Linked DNA regions of Dromaius novaehollandiae: region 2 is linked to region 1. Evidence: chromatin contacts called from public Hi-C data. All regions are on one chromosome and are shown on one strand. The core of a region is the stretch at or near the end of the contact, and the rest is flanking DNA. Distances in the headings are between cores, read along the strand shown. Region 1 holds the start of PIM3 (Pim-3 proto-oncogene, serine/threonine kinase). Region 2 has its middle 380 kb from the start of IL17REL.

Region 1 (6,309 bases), core at 2,313-4,812:
CTCAATGAAAGGCACCATTTGATCAGCTGTTGACATTCTGAAACAAAAATACAAAGCAACTTCAGACTAGGAAAGTAAAGAGACAATCTTGAATAAAATAATCCACCAGTACTAGCTCAGATGTACAACCTCCCACACCACCACCACCACACATAAAACTCACCAGGTGAAATTCTTCTCCTGAAATATAACCGCCCCCTCAAGATTTCTTCATCCTGTTCAAAAGGAATATCTCCGCAAACCATATCATACAGCAGAACTCCCAGAGACCACACTGTTGCTGACCTCCCATGGTATCTATGGTATCTGATCCACTCTGGAGGGCTGTATACTCTCGTTCCTAAAGGTGGAGAGAGAAGGAAAAAAAAAAAAAAAAGTCAAAAATCAACATTTAGAGAGTGATTCCCCCTTAACTCAGCTACTTCTAATAGGCCTAATTTACATTTAGGAACTCATGATTTGAAAGTATTAACAAAAAATTATGGGACAAAACTCATCAGTGGTGTAACTCCAGGTCATTAGTGGAGTTACACCATCAATAAAATTGGCCCATCCGGTTGTGCTATTTTGCTGCAAGGACTAACATTGCTTCCATCAGCTGACTGTTTACTAAGGCAAGCTGCCTTTCACTGACCACGTGGCGTCTGCAGCATCACACCAAAAATAGACACAAAAGGACAAAGGGGGTTGATGGGGAGGAGAAGAGAGGAAGGGAAGAAGGTGAAACTCAGGTCTTCCTTATTACATGTGGCTAGTCTGCTTTATCCAGTTCCACATCACAGTAAATGTCGGGCTCCTTACACCATGCTTCTCTGCTGCAGCTTTTTTAACCCACCCCCTCTTTGCCTGCGGTGCTCCTTGGATACCAAACAAAAAAACCCAAGAATTTGTGATGCTGAAGGTCACGTGGCCTAAGGGTTCGGGTTTCACAACAAACAGATGTTAAGTACAGCAGCTGAGGATGGAGGAAGAAAAAAAAGCCCCTTAGTTACATGAGTCACATTCAAAGGGCAAGGGAAAAAAGTGTATTTTTTCCCCCCTTATCACAATGAGAGCTTATTTTGAACTTTCCTGTCTCTAAATTATCAAATCTGACCGTGAAGCTAGTATCAGGTCATTTACAGGGAGTGTATTTGTCCCATCACTTTAAAAATCTGCAATGCGGGATTTCCAGGACATGAGCGGAAAGGGAGGGGGAGAGCTACTGCTTCAAGTTAAAAAAAGCTCTGCATATAAAAACTGCATATCCACACATGGAAACATCCGACACTGGTGAAGCCTACACGTAAACAGATCGCCCTCTAGGAAAAAACGCTTTTTCCAAGACAGGGAAATATAAACTGCTGCGTCACTGCCTGGAATCGCTTCTTTTCTACGCAACTGAACACCCCTAAGCTGCCTCGGGTCCAAAGGTTTCCATTACCGATAGACCTGGTATGAACCACTGCGTCAGAGGCACTGCTCGCTACCGCAAGGCACCAGAAACGGGATAAGAAGGGGCTATAGGACATCACCCAGGGAGGAGAGAGGGGTCTGACCAAACCTGGTGCAGCAGAGCTGCCCCAGGCGGAGAGGGCACGTACCATCAAAGTCAGTATAGACTGTGTCCTTGAGGAGGGCCCCTGACCCGAAGTCGATTAGCTTCAGCTCGCCGGTCCTGAGGTCAACCAGCAGGTTCTCGTCCTTAATGTCCCGGTGCACCACACCGCAGCCGTAGCAGTGGCGCACCGACTCCAGGACCTGTCGGAAGAAGCCGCGGGCCGTGTCCTCGTCGAGCGCACCCTTCTCCGTGATGAAGTCGAAGAGGTCCTTCACCAGTTCCGGCCGCTCCATGATGATGAGGTAGCCGTCGGGCCGCTCGTACCAGTCCAGCAGCTTGATGACCCCCCTGAAGCCGGAGCCCACCTTCTTCAGGAGGACAATCTCCAAGGGCACCATGACGCCGCCCTGCGCGGAGAGCGGGGCGGGGGTCAGGCAGGGGCCGGGGCGGCGCGCAGCCCGCGGGCGCCCCTCCCGCCGCGGGGGCAGGGGCGCGGGGAGCCCCGCCGCCGCCGCCCCGCTGGGTAGCTCCGCCGCTGCCGCAGTCCGAGGGGCGGGGGCGGCGCTGCGGCGGCGGCGAAACCCCGCCGGCCTCCCCCCGCGCAAGCCCCGCGCGCGCGGGCCGAGCCCAGCCCGCCGCCCACACAATAGCCCCGGCGCGGGGAAGAGCTGAGTCCGCGGCCGCGCAGCACCCCCGCCGCGCCGCGGCGGTACTTACAATCGTGCCCCACTCGGTCACTCTCTCCTTCACCACATGCTTCACGGCGACCTGCAGAGCGGGGGGAAAGGCGGCGCCATGAGCGGCGGGCAGAGCCGGCGCCTCGCCTCACCTCGCCGGGCTGGGCCGGGTCGCAGCCCCCGACAAGCCGCGGCGGCTCCGCGCGGGGCCGCGCCGCGCCCGCCCCGCCGCCCGCCAACATGGCTCGAGCCAGCGCCGGGAGCGCGCCCCGAGCCCGCGCTCACCGGCAAGCCGTCGGCGATCCTGCTGCCCGCGTACACGGTGCCGAAGCCCCCGCTGCCCAGCACGGAGCCCACTTGGTAGACTTTATCGAAAGGCTCCTTCTCCACTTTCACTGGAAGGACGAGAGAGAGAGAAAGAGACAACGTTAATTTCGAAAGCCGAGCTACACTTGCGGGGAGGGGAAAAAAAAGTCCGTCCGCTGGACACGTATTGTCTGTGTTGCCCTAATTCTGTCCAAGACATTTTGATAAATCGCCTCCCATAGTTAGAAAGACAAAAAAAGAAAAAAGTTTCCTCGTGCCGCGAGGAGCCTCCACGGGGAGCCCCCGCGCCCGGCGGCGAGACCCGCGCCCCGCGGAGGCGCCGCCGGGAAGCTCCGCGCTGCGCTGCTGCCGCGCCGTACCTGGCTGCAGGATCTTCACCGGCAAGTGATCCATGCTGGTGGGGCTGCAAATGTGAGCCAGCGAGCCGAACTTGGAGAGTAACATCTTCCGGAGAGGGAACACGAAAAATCCCCCGCAACGAAATTTAGGGCGTCCACCGGGCGAGCTGCTCAGTCAGAAGCCGGGCGGGCGGGGAGCAGCGGTCAGGCTCCGCGCCCAGCCGGAATCGCGGCGGGCGGGCCGGGAGACCTTCCGAGCGGCTGCGGGCGGCGCGGCTCGCTCCTTCCTCCGCCGACGCCGCTTCGCGCCGTAGCAGAGACCGACGGGCACTTCCCGAAATAAACAGCCGGCAGAGAATCCAAGTCGAAACAATACGGAGTCCTTCGGGAAAAAAAATAAATAGGGAGAAAGATTCTCTTCCTCTTCCGACCGGCGAGCACAGTGCCAACACGCGCACCGAGAAGCATGCACGCACGCAGGATCAGCAGCACACGCAGGCGGCACCGGGGGCTGCAACGCCGCGTGTAAAATCCGCCCCTGCGGGGAGCTGCCGGGGGCCGCTGTGCCGGCGCCGCAGTGGAGTCGTGGCGGGCGCAGGGAGCGGAGCCGCGCCGCGCCGCCTTGCTGCCCGCTCACTTCTGAGCCGGCGACGCCGCGGAGCCGCCTCTTAACTCCCAATATTTTGGTGCGGCAGAGAGCGGCGCGCGCGGAGGATATCCCTCCGCGGGGGAGTGGGGAACACCTCTCCCTGCCCGCCGCCGCGCGGCCCCCCCGCGCCGGAGCGGGCGGCGCGGCGGCGCCCAGCGCCCGCGGTGGGGCCGGCTGGGCCGGCAGAGTCCCGTCCCACCCCATCGTAAACACGGGGGGCGGGGGACTGGGAACTACTTATTTGTAGTAATCGACGCGCAGCGTTACAGACTGTCTGCAACGCTCACACACATTAGCGGGCGGGGGGGAGGGGAGGGCAAGATTCTCTTATTTGCGTTAACATTTCCAGGCGGCCAATGGCGGGGCGCCTTTTCAAAGAGCCGCGGGAGCGGCCAATCAGGAGGGGCTCATTTGCATGCGGCGGCGCGGGGGCCAGGGCGGGAATTCCTCGGCGCGCCGTCCCCCTCCCCGCTCGCCTCCCGGCCGCTCCGGGAAAGGTCACTCTGTGCGCGGGCCGAGACACTGCGTCTGGAGCCGGCGGGGGGCGGGGAGCCGCAGCCGCCGCCATGATCGCCGCGCCAGGGCACGCCGGGCCACGGCTTTATCTTCCCTCAGCCTTTAATGAAAGCACCTTCCCCCGCCCGCTCGCCCGCCTCCAAACGCAGCATTTCAAAGCCCGCTTATTTATACAGCCGCTGTTTACCGAAATAACGTGTCATGCTCCCTCGCCCATTGTGTCTCCTAATTCCTGCCCTTCCTCTGCTGTGATTTCTCGTTTAACTACAGCTGCCGCTAACTCCTCAGGAGAAGCTGGAGGCGTGTTCGCTCTGAAGAAGGCGAGGCGGCACCCAGGCGCTCGCCTGCACGCTCGTGAGCCGCGCTTTTTTGTTTTCTTTTGTAAGTCACGCTCTGCCTCGAGACCGCCTCCGTGAAAACACCGCGGCTCGCCCAGACGTAGCCGTAGCACGGGCTGCGCCGTGCGGGGGCAGGCTTCAGCGCATCGGCGCAGCGCTGCGCGCCGCGGCAGCTCAGGGCTTCCCTCCCCTCCCTTCCCCTCCCCCTCCCCACTTAGATGCCAGTCGAGCAATGACAAGAAGCTGTTTTGTTTTCCCGGCGCTATCGCTAATCGGATACGCGGCGCTGGAAAGCCGTCCCCCCGCTGCGGCGCCTCGCCTCAGCCGGCCTGGCAGCGCCCCGAGCGGGCGGGGGCGGGGGAGCCGAGCGCGGCCCGGCCCGCAGGGGGCGCTGCGCCACAGGGATTAGCCCCGCTGCTGGGGCGCGCGGGGGCTGGCGGGGGGACCGCTTCCTCCTTCTAGATTAATTTTCAGGCAGCTTTTAAAAGTGTCGTCTTACTCTTACTTTTTTTGTCTCTTCCGACGCGGCTTTTACAGTGTCTCCTGGTGAGGCGCGTACCGCAGGTTCAGCGCGCTGCCGCCGCCGCGCTCGCGGTCCCGCGGGGGCCGTTAACGGGCGCCGCCCCGCCGCGGCCTGGCCCCTGCGCGCCACGCCGACACCGACCCCAGCGAACAAAAAAGCGTTAAAAATCAACAGAGAGCAGAAAGTGTGAGGCTATTTAGAGGGTCTTGCCGCATGTCAGTCCAGCAAAAGTGGAGGGCCACTGACTTAGCAATTAATTACTGCTGCGTTTGCTGGATAGCAATATCTTAGTGATTGTTCCAGCAGCTACTTAGACTGCTACCCAGATGCATGTAATTGGAGAAATGGCATGCAGATGCGCAAGGCTTCAGCGTAGCTGGGTAATAATACAGTATTTGCAGGCAACTGAAGCAGTCAGCGTCTTCCACTTGCCCCACGCCGCAACCCCTTTTGCTGCGTCCAAGTCCCAGTTGCATAAGGGGAATGTCACGTCCCTCTGTCGAAAATAGTGAAGCTGAAGATACAGACACTGCACGTGGACGGGATCCCTAAAGTAAGGGTATTTTTGGACAATCACTTGAAGCGCTGGCAGTCCTCCCCCTTCGGGGCACAGGGAGAGCCTGGCACTTGGCGTTTCCTGCTGATAATAGTAGTGCTATGATATCAGCCCATCATGCCCATAAACAAAGCAGGGCTTCTAGGGAGAGGTAATATCTTTTATTAGTTTAGACCAACTGCTATAAAGGTCAAGTTTTCAGGCACAGTTTCAACCCTTCATGTCCCAGAATGTGCGTTTTGAAGCTGGATCAGCTGGTTTGAAGAAGTTTCTCTCCCACAGACCTTACATGGTGTTTGCTGAGAAACCCAACTAACCCGTTCAGTTTATTAAGCAGCTGAAGGGTTCGGGAAGCTCCTGGTTTACAGAAATTACTTTTAAGAAAGCTAATTATTTGGATATATCAGATAATAAGAAAGCCAAAGTTTTTTGTTTGTTAGAAATCTGTCTTTTTGGCTATGTTTAATCACAGTTACAAAATTTCTAGAAAGTTTCTTCAGATAATGGCATATGCCTGCTATAGTTATGGGCTTTTTGCTGCTGAAATGAGAATGAAAGCAAACAGTAGGAAGATTTCGAGATCTGAGAATATATGTTCCAGGTTTACTTTAAAGGATATAGCTGTATCTGCCTTTTGCTATAATCCTTGTCATCGGCTCTTTTGAGCATCACTTTTGACAGAGAGGAAGTTTTTCTCACTTTCAAGATGAGATTTCTGGTTGTTGAAATAGCAAATATTTTTAAGAAGAAAAGCTGGCATTAAATATTAATATGCACAAATGCTAATTATTTAAGGAATTAACACTGCAAGTAGTTATTAATTCCTGTTTTTATACACAGCTAAG
Region 2 (6,309 bases), core at 1,380-3,879, 650 kb after region 1:
ATGGTTTTATGCACATGGAGCTGGTTTGCAATATTTTGAGGAATTCCAGATGTGCGGCTTTTGCTGGCAGGATATGACCTGTTAGGGCCAGAGACAGTGGGGAATCCTGGAAAAATGCATAACGTCTTCAAAACCCTTGTAGAGAAAATCTCAGCCCAGAAAAACAGAGTATGTCCAGGAAAACTTAAATATATGCTAACATTTTTATAAACAATTTAGCCACTGCCTGACAATCTCTCTTCCAACATCCAGCAGTGGTATGTGCTGTATGACTCATTAGGAATGGCAGATAGGAAAGGCCTCCTGTTTCTCTTCACACACAGAGAACCTGCCTGTTTAAACAAATTTACAGTTTCCTTCACTGTAAGAGAACAGAGGTTCTGTAGAACCTTCTACAGTGTCGTGGGCTTAGGACTGAAAGGTACTTTTCCCTCTGATGCCTATATAGCACTGTAAACCAATAATGTTTGTACATATGCCTGACAGTCCCATTCTCACCACACAGGTCTCTGGCCACAGCCATTTAACATGGAGAGGGAATGGCTCTCTCCCTTGGCTGAGCTGAAGCCAGAAATGAACAAACAAAAAAAGATTAGACCCTTTAAAGCTGGGTACATTTGAGGAATCTTGATTTTTTCTGCTTGTCATTCAACAGCTTTGAGATTTGTTGTATGTGCCACCTGGTGACACTGTCACTGCTTCGAGCTGCAGCCTACAAGTCTCCCTCTATTGCCCATTTTCTTTCCACCAGTTATTATGTAGTCACAGCAAACAGTTTTGGAAACTCAAAGGCAGCTGCCACTACAGTTAAGGAGAACAGAACTGAAGGATACTTTGAATGGCTTATTCAGAAACCCAGTAAGAAACAAGAATTACAAGATGACTTCTACAGCTGTGTTGCTACATACAGAGTCACAAACAGGACATAACATTACCGTATATAACTTTTGTCCTAGCTAATGCTACCCTGATACTAACTGGAAAGGAAATAGGACCATGAAATAACAGTAGTAAACTATAAAAGAAAAATTTCCTGAAAAGGCAAATAAACAAAACTGGTAATGCCAGAAGGTGCTGTCAAGGACTGTCACAGGATATGGCCTTCTCTAAAGGATCTCTATAAGAAATGAAAAACAGCACTTATCCTAACTAATTTTAGAGGGTTCTTCCTTTCAGTATAGCCAGACAAGGAAAGACAGGAACTGAAGCTGTTGTAATAATCTATTTCTTCTGAATTTTCTCAGCTCTACATGTAAAGCTAATCACAGCAAAAACTGGGAATTTAAAATGCAGCTATTGTCAAAGGGGAAAGGCCACTTTCCTTCTTCCAGTACAGGTCATATTTTTGAAGAAAGAAAAGCATGGCTATGAGCAATTAAAATATGTCATTAACTGACAAGACAAGGGGTTAATTGCCATGAAATATATATGTAAATGTAATTTGCTGCAGGCTTCATGCCCTATGCATGTATGGCACTTATTTACAGGTTGTTTTTATTTTTAATGCAAGCATTTTGTTAAGCAACCTCTGTAGCCGGTTCAGCTTTTTGCTGTATGTATAAAAAATAACGTGTATCCTGTAACACAATCTGATAATGAATGCAATATTTGTTTTCCAGCATATCGCAGAACATCCCAGGAATTAAAGAAAATGAACTGAATACATCTAAACATTTGGGCACACCACCCTGCGTTCTGTGTGCATTTAGTACAGTCTTCTCAAAGATGACAGTGGGCACAAAATGTTTAAAGCATTCATTCCTATTCCAAGCGCCTTTGTTTTTTCCAGTGACACTTACAGGAGAGACTTATATTTAACAGTGGATTTCTAACATCTGTTTGCTACACCCAATAATGTAGGCAAAGTTGTGGCTGGAGATATTGCATAGAAACAGCAAGGCCATAGAAAAGGAAAAAATGCATGCTTATGCTGAAGGATCCTTTTGTTTAGCCCTTTTGAGAAAGACCTCAGTGACCTTAAAAAACCTCCAGCTGCAGTCTGTGAAACTGGGTTAAGAGCCTCAGCAGAGGACTTTGAGAGCCCTCTACAGGCCGTCACGGCCCGTTAACTCCAACGAGATTCATCCTTTCCCTCAAACTGCTCCTGGTAGCCCTGCTTTGCTCATCTTCATCTGCCTTGATGTGTGGATGAAAGAAGTGTTTTATTTGCCATTTATCACAGTGGGGGTTTTGGTGTGCAACAGTAAGCCATCCCTTTAATGATGCATTCAGCTGGCAGCATTGTTCTGCTTAAATAACTACTTGCCAAAAAAGGAAAAGAATTTGTCCTCTCTCTGGATTTGTTATTTCATTAGGGTTCCTCAAGAGAACTCCAATAAAGGATTCTGGTCTATTAATCACCCTCCACAACTTTCTCAAGTAATTAGTCTTTAAAAATGTTTGCTGTCTCCTTAGTAGTACATAATTTGACGGTGCTCAGTGAATCAGCCGAGGTTCAGACTCACTAACCTTTAGAGGTTTGGCCTGTCTGAGCTCATCAGTCTCGGCCCCCAATTGAACTGAAAACTGCACTTTTTTCATTCTTTGTGGCAGGTTTATAGTACAGCACTGCTGGACGCCTGCCATGAAGGAAAACTCAAAACATATAAATTCTTCATAAGGCAACGGTAGAAGGTGGCACTGAGAAATAATGCTCTCATGCTGTCAGAGCTGCTGCAGGGAGGGGGGCTGTGTTCATTCTAAGACAGATGTAGCAACAATTGCTCCTGATTAACTCCCTAAATGGGTAATCCTAGTTTACGGGGCCCCAGTGATGGAAATCTTGCTGACATGGCTGAGAGGATTTTTTTGGCAGGGAATATGGATTCTCAGGAGAGCATTGCAACGGTCTTGCTTGCAATTTTCAATGCAGACCCTTTGAAATAAGTGTAAATGTAATTTTCTTTGAGGATGCACACATTATTCCATATATGAAGTAGACAGTGAGGCAGCTTCACATTAGAAAATATGCAGGCTGCAAACCTCTTATGCAAAAATATATTTGGCAGCACCAGGTAATGCAGTTCACATGCCTTGTTACTTTTTCTTGACATTCCCAGCTCCATTGGCCTTGTTTCTGGTAAATTAAGAAGGCAATTACAGATTCACAGACCACTTTGGGGACATTCCAGGGTTTTGTGTTTGGCATTACAGAGAGATACTAACAAGCTGCCCAGGCTAGAGCTGTTTAGAGAATGAGAATTTCATTTTGCTGCACCTTTTGAGATTTTGAGAGGAACTTTGAGTGCCATTTTTGCCAAGGTGAAGTAAAAAATGAAAAAGTTGAAAAAGTGACATTTTGTAGTTTAAATAAAGATAGATAAATCCAATTTAATCTAATCCAACCTACACAGTTTTGGAAAAAAAGAAAAGAAAGAAATGTGTGTTTATGTGTATAAGATCACCTCTTGTTCCCAGGAAAGTAGAAACACAAAATATTTGCAGATGGGAGTCCATCTCTCCAGTCAACAGAATTTGTCTCAATTTCCAGAAGTGGCCTTGCTTGCACCTCACTTAGAGCTGTGGACTTCTCATGCATAACGGGCAGCACTTGCATTAGCAAGTCATCCTGTTTAATTAAATGGAGCAAGAGTTCCCTAAAGTCAGTAAATGACAATATATTATACTTCAATATTTCTGGCCATATGGTATACATGGCATAAAAAACAGAAAAAAAAAAACCCAAAAAAACAAAAAAAAAAAAAGATGAGCAGGACACATCTGAAACTTCAGCAGAAACCATATGCACTCATTTTCAGGCCAGAGGCAAAGACTTCTAGAAGGCAGACTCTTCCCACAATAGTTCAATCCTATAAATATAACAAATAAAAGTTATAAATTATTATCAACAGACATTTATGAAGAACTTCTAAAAGGCTGATCAGCGTATTGCCACATGTCTAAGTAAAACATCTTCTAGGTGAATATGCGCTCAGAGGTCAATTATACTGCATATTATTTGCCAGGAAACTACTGACTGACAGGCTCCATAGTGATTGCTTATCTCTTTATTAAAATATCTGTTAAATGATTTGTGTGTGTGTGCGTGCACGCACGCATGTGTGTGTGTTTGTATGTATAGTACTCAACAAAACATGCAGTTATGTATACTTGAAGCCAATTGTTGAAATGCTGCTGAAAACCCCAAGCTAAAAATCTCTCCAGCTGGTTCCTTTAAATTTTCAGTGGGGAGTAGAAGTCTCTTAGGCAATGACATTGTCCTCTTTGTGCCTAAAACTCTCCTGGGGCTGGCATTTAGCTGCAGGATGAGTCTTTCCTGTTTTACAGGAATAGTTGAATGTTGAGCTTTTCTTTAGCTTTTTCTTTTCTTTTACTCCTAGAGTGGAGAATCTCTAACATAAAGCACCGAATTGTTTTCTTGTGTTTACCACATCATGGAGAAGCTTAGTGCAGTCTCTTAGTAAGGGTCCCTCTGCTGGCCAAGGCATATAAAATACCAAGTGCACCAGGCCTTAAACTATGCAGAGGACATTTCAGTGCCTGAAAAACTCATTATCTTTAAAAAGAGGTTGGAAATCCCCACTGCCTAACAGATTACAACTCCAAAAGCCAAATCAAAACATGGGCCCACAGCACTTGACAGGGTCTCTTTAAAAATACTCCTCTTAGTGATCTAAAAGGATTTGAAGTAATCTCCTTACAGCTGGTTGTAAAATCCCAGTGACTGAGGTAGACATAGAAATTAGCAGGTTACAGGATGCTAAACCTTTACAACATTTTTACTTACCTCTGTTCCTAATAACACTTCAGAAGACAGAAAAAAAAGGAATAATGTGAAATCTAATATTTCTGTTTCCATTTACGCAACTTGTTATTCTTTGCCTGCTTCAAGCTGTGAGAATAGAAGCTATTTGTTAATGTTCTGGTTCTCCTTCTGGCTCATGTAAAAGGGCGGACAGATAACATCAAGTAGCTGTGCTGGGATACTGCATGTACTTTTTACTCTATTGCTTAAAGATACGGCATTTAATTAAAAAATACGTGGTGTCATATTTTAAGGGATATTATTGCTTATAAAAGGATACTGCATTACATAATGGCATTGACTGTGTCATGTCCTAGATGAACTATGGGAGCCTTCCTCTGATTACATGTGTGTTAAGCCCCGAATAGTCACCATGTGTTTGCAGAACGTCTTATTTTGGAGCACTGAAGCATAGAGTACGTCTAGGAGAGCAGAAACAGAGCTGGTCAGGACCTGAGGAAATCAGCTGATCCATCCTCCTTCCACCAAGGAGTCCGACATTTCAAAATGCCTTTGTACAGTCAGCGCATATGACTGGGGGAAGTAGCCAAATCATCTTAAAATGTGAAACTGGTTAAAATAATAGCTGTAGAGCACTATAGCTATATAAACACTATTAGCTGTATAAGCACTGCCATGACTGTAGATGCTTCTGTTCACAAGTTATCAGGAAACTAGTCCTGATTTCTGCAAAAATAATAATTATTCACGAGTGTAAGGTTTATCTTTCTGATAAACTATGACCATCCCATAGGAAGTATTTTCCAATTGCATGTTGAAAATGCATCTTGATGTGACTGGTTACCTAACAAATGCAGTATTTTTCAGTTTCTTGATTGTATGACTGGAATAATAAATGAAAAACAGCTAATACGAGTGAACTTTCAAATGGATAATCATTCATACTAAATTGCATTCAGCTGTAGGTTTTCACAGGCATATTAAAATATACTACCTGGACGACCAAATGTATATCATTCGTTATACTCCACAAATGAAACAAATTTAACACTTTTTCAGAAATATGTTTGAAAGTCATATTTTTAACATTATGCCAGCTTGTGCTTTTATACCTAGGAACTATGAAATGTTACAAAGACAATTTTAAGTGTTTTTCATTATCAATAAATGCACATTCAAACAAAGTTATGGCTGTAAACTCATATGATGTAATCTCTACTTAGGCAATATTCTTTCACATGTAACTGTTATGTTTCTATGCACCCTACCAATGGAAGTTTCATATTAACCCTACCCAGGGTAACAATATAAATCACTGCAAAATTTTTCTGTTTTAATCATTTTAAGACGTTTGCTTAAAAGAAGACTGATTTTCGAGGCATAGTTAGTACCATTACTTCCACTGTATGTTAGCCAACTATCATAGCAGTAACAAAGAAATTTTGATTCCCATATAAGAAAATCTTATCTGAATTAGTCCCTATTTGGCTATGTTTATCAAAAGATGTATCCCTTTCTGATATTAACTTAAATACTGAAATATAATATTATTTTTTTCCAATACAGAGTGAAAACATATTATT

What was found. Hi-C and Micro-C count contacts between places; a contact is called where the count stands out from the background.
Region 2: a Hi-C map of liver shows a contact between it and region 1, with 5 times the contacts expected there. The contact joins the enhancer-like site here to the promoter of PIM3 in region 1. A contact is called at or near these places in 2 of 4 Hi-C or Micro-C datasets (brain and liver).

Annotation. Positions count from the first base shown.
Region 1 is chr1:17,403,127-17,409,435 of bDroNov1.hap1, forward strand. It overlaps PIM3 (Pim-3 proto-oncogene, serine/threonine kinase), which reads right to left and starts at 3,563. Exons shown (of 6, transcript XM_026113075.2): 1 at 2,904-3,563; 2 at 2,503-2,612; 3 at 2,258-2,308; 4 at 1,584-1,947; 5 at 164-340; 6 at 1-37. The coding sequence starts at 2,988.
Region 2 is chr1:18,056,827-18,063,135 of bDroNov1.hap1, forward strand. No RefSeq gene overlaps it. Among named protein-coding and RNA genes, the nearest start is that of IL17REL, 380 kb to the right of the region's middle. Within about 2 kb of position 2,630, at least 2 of the 2 cell types and tissues checked have open chromatin away from gene starts, as enhancers often do.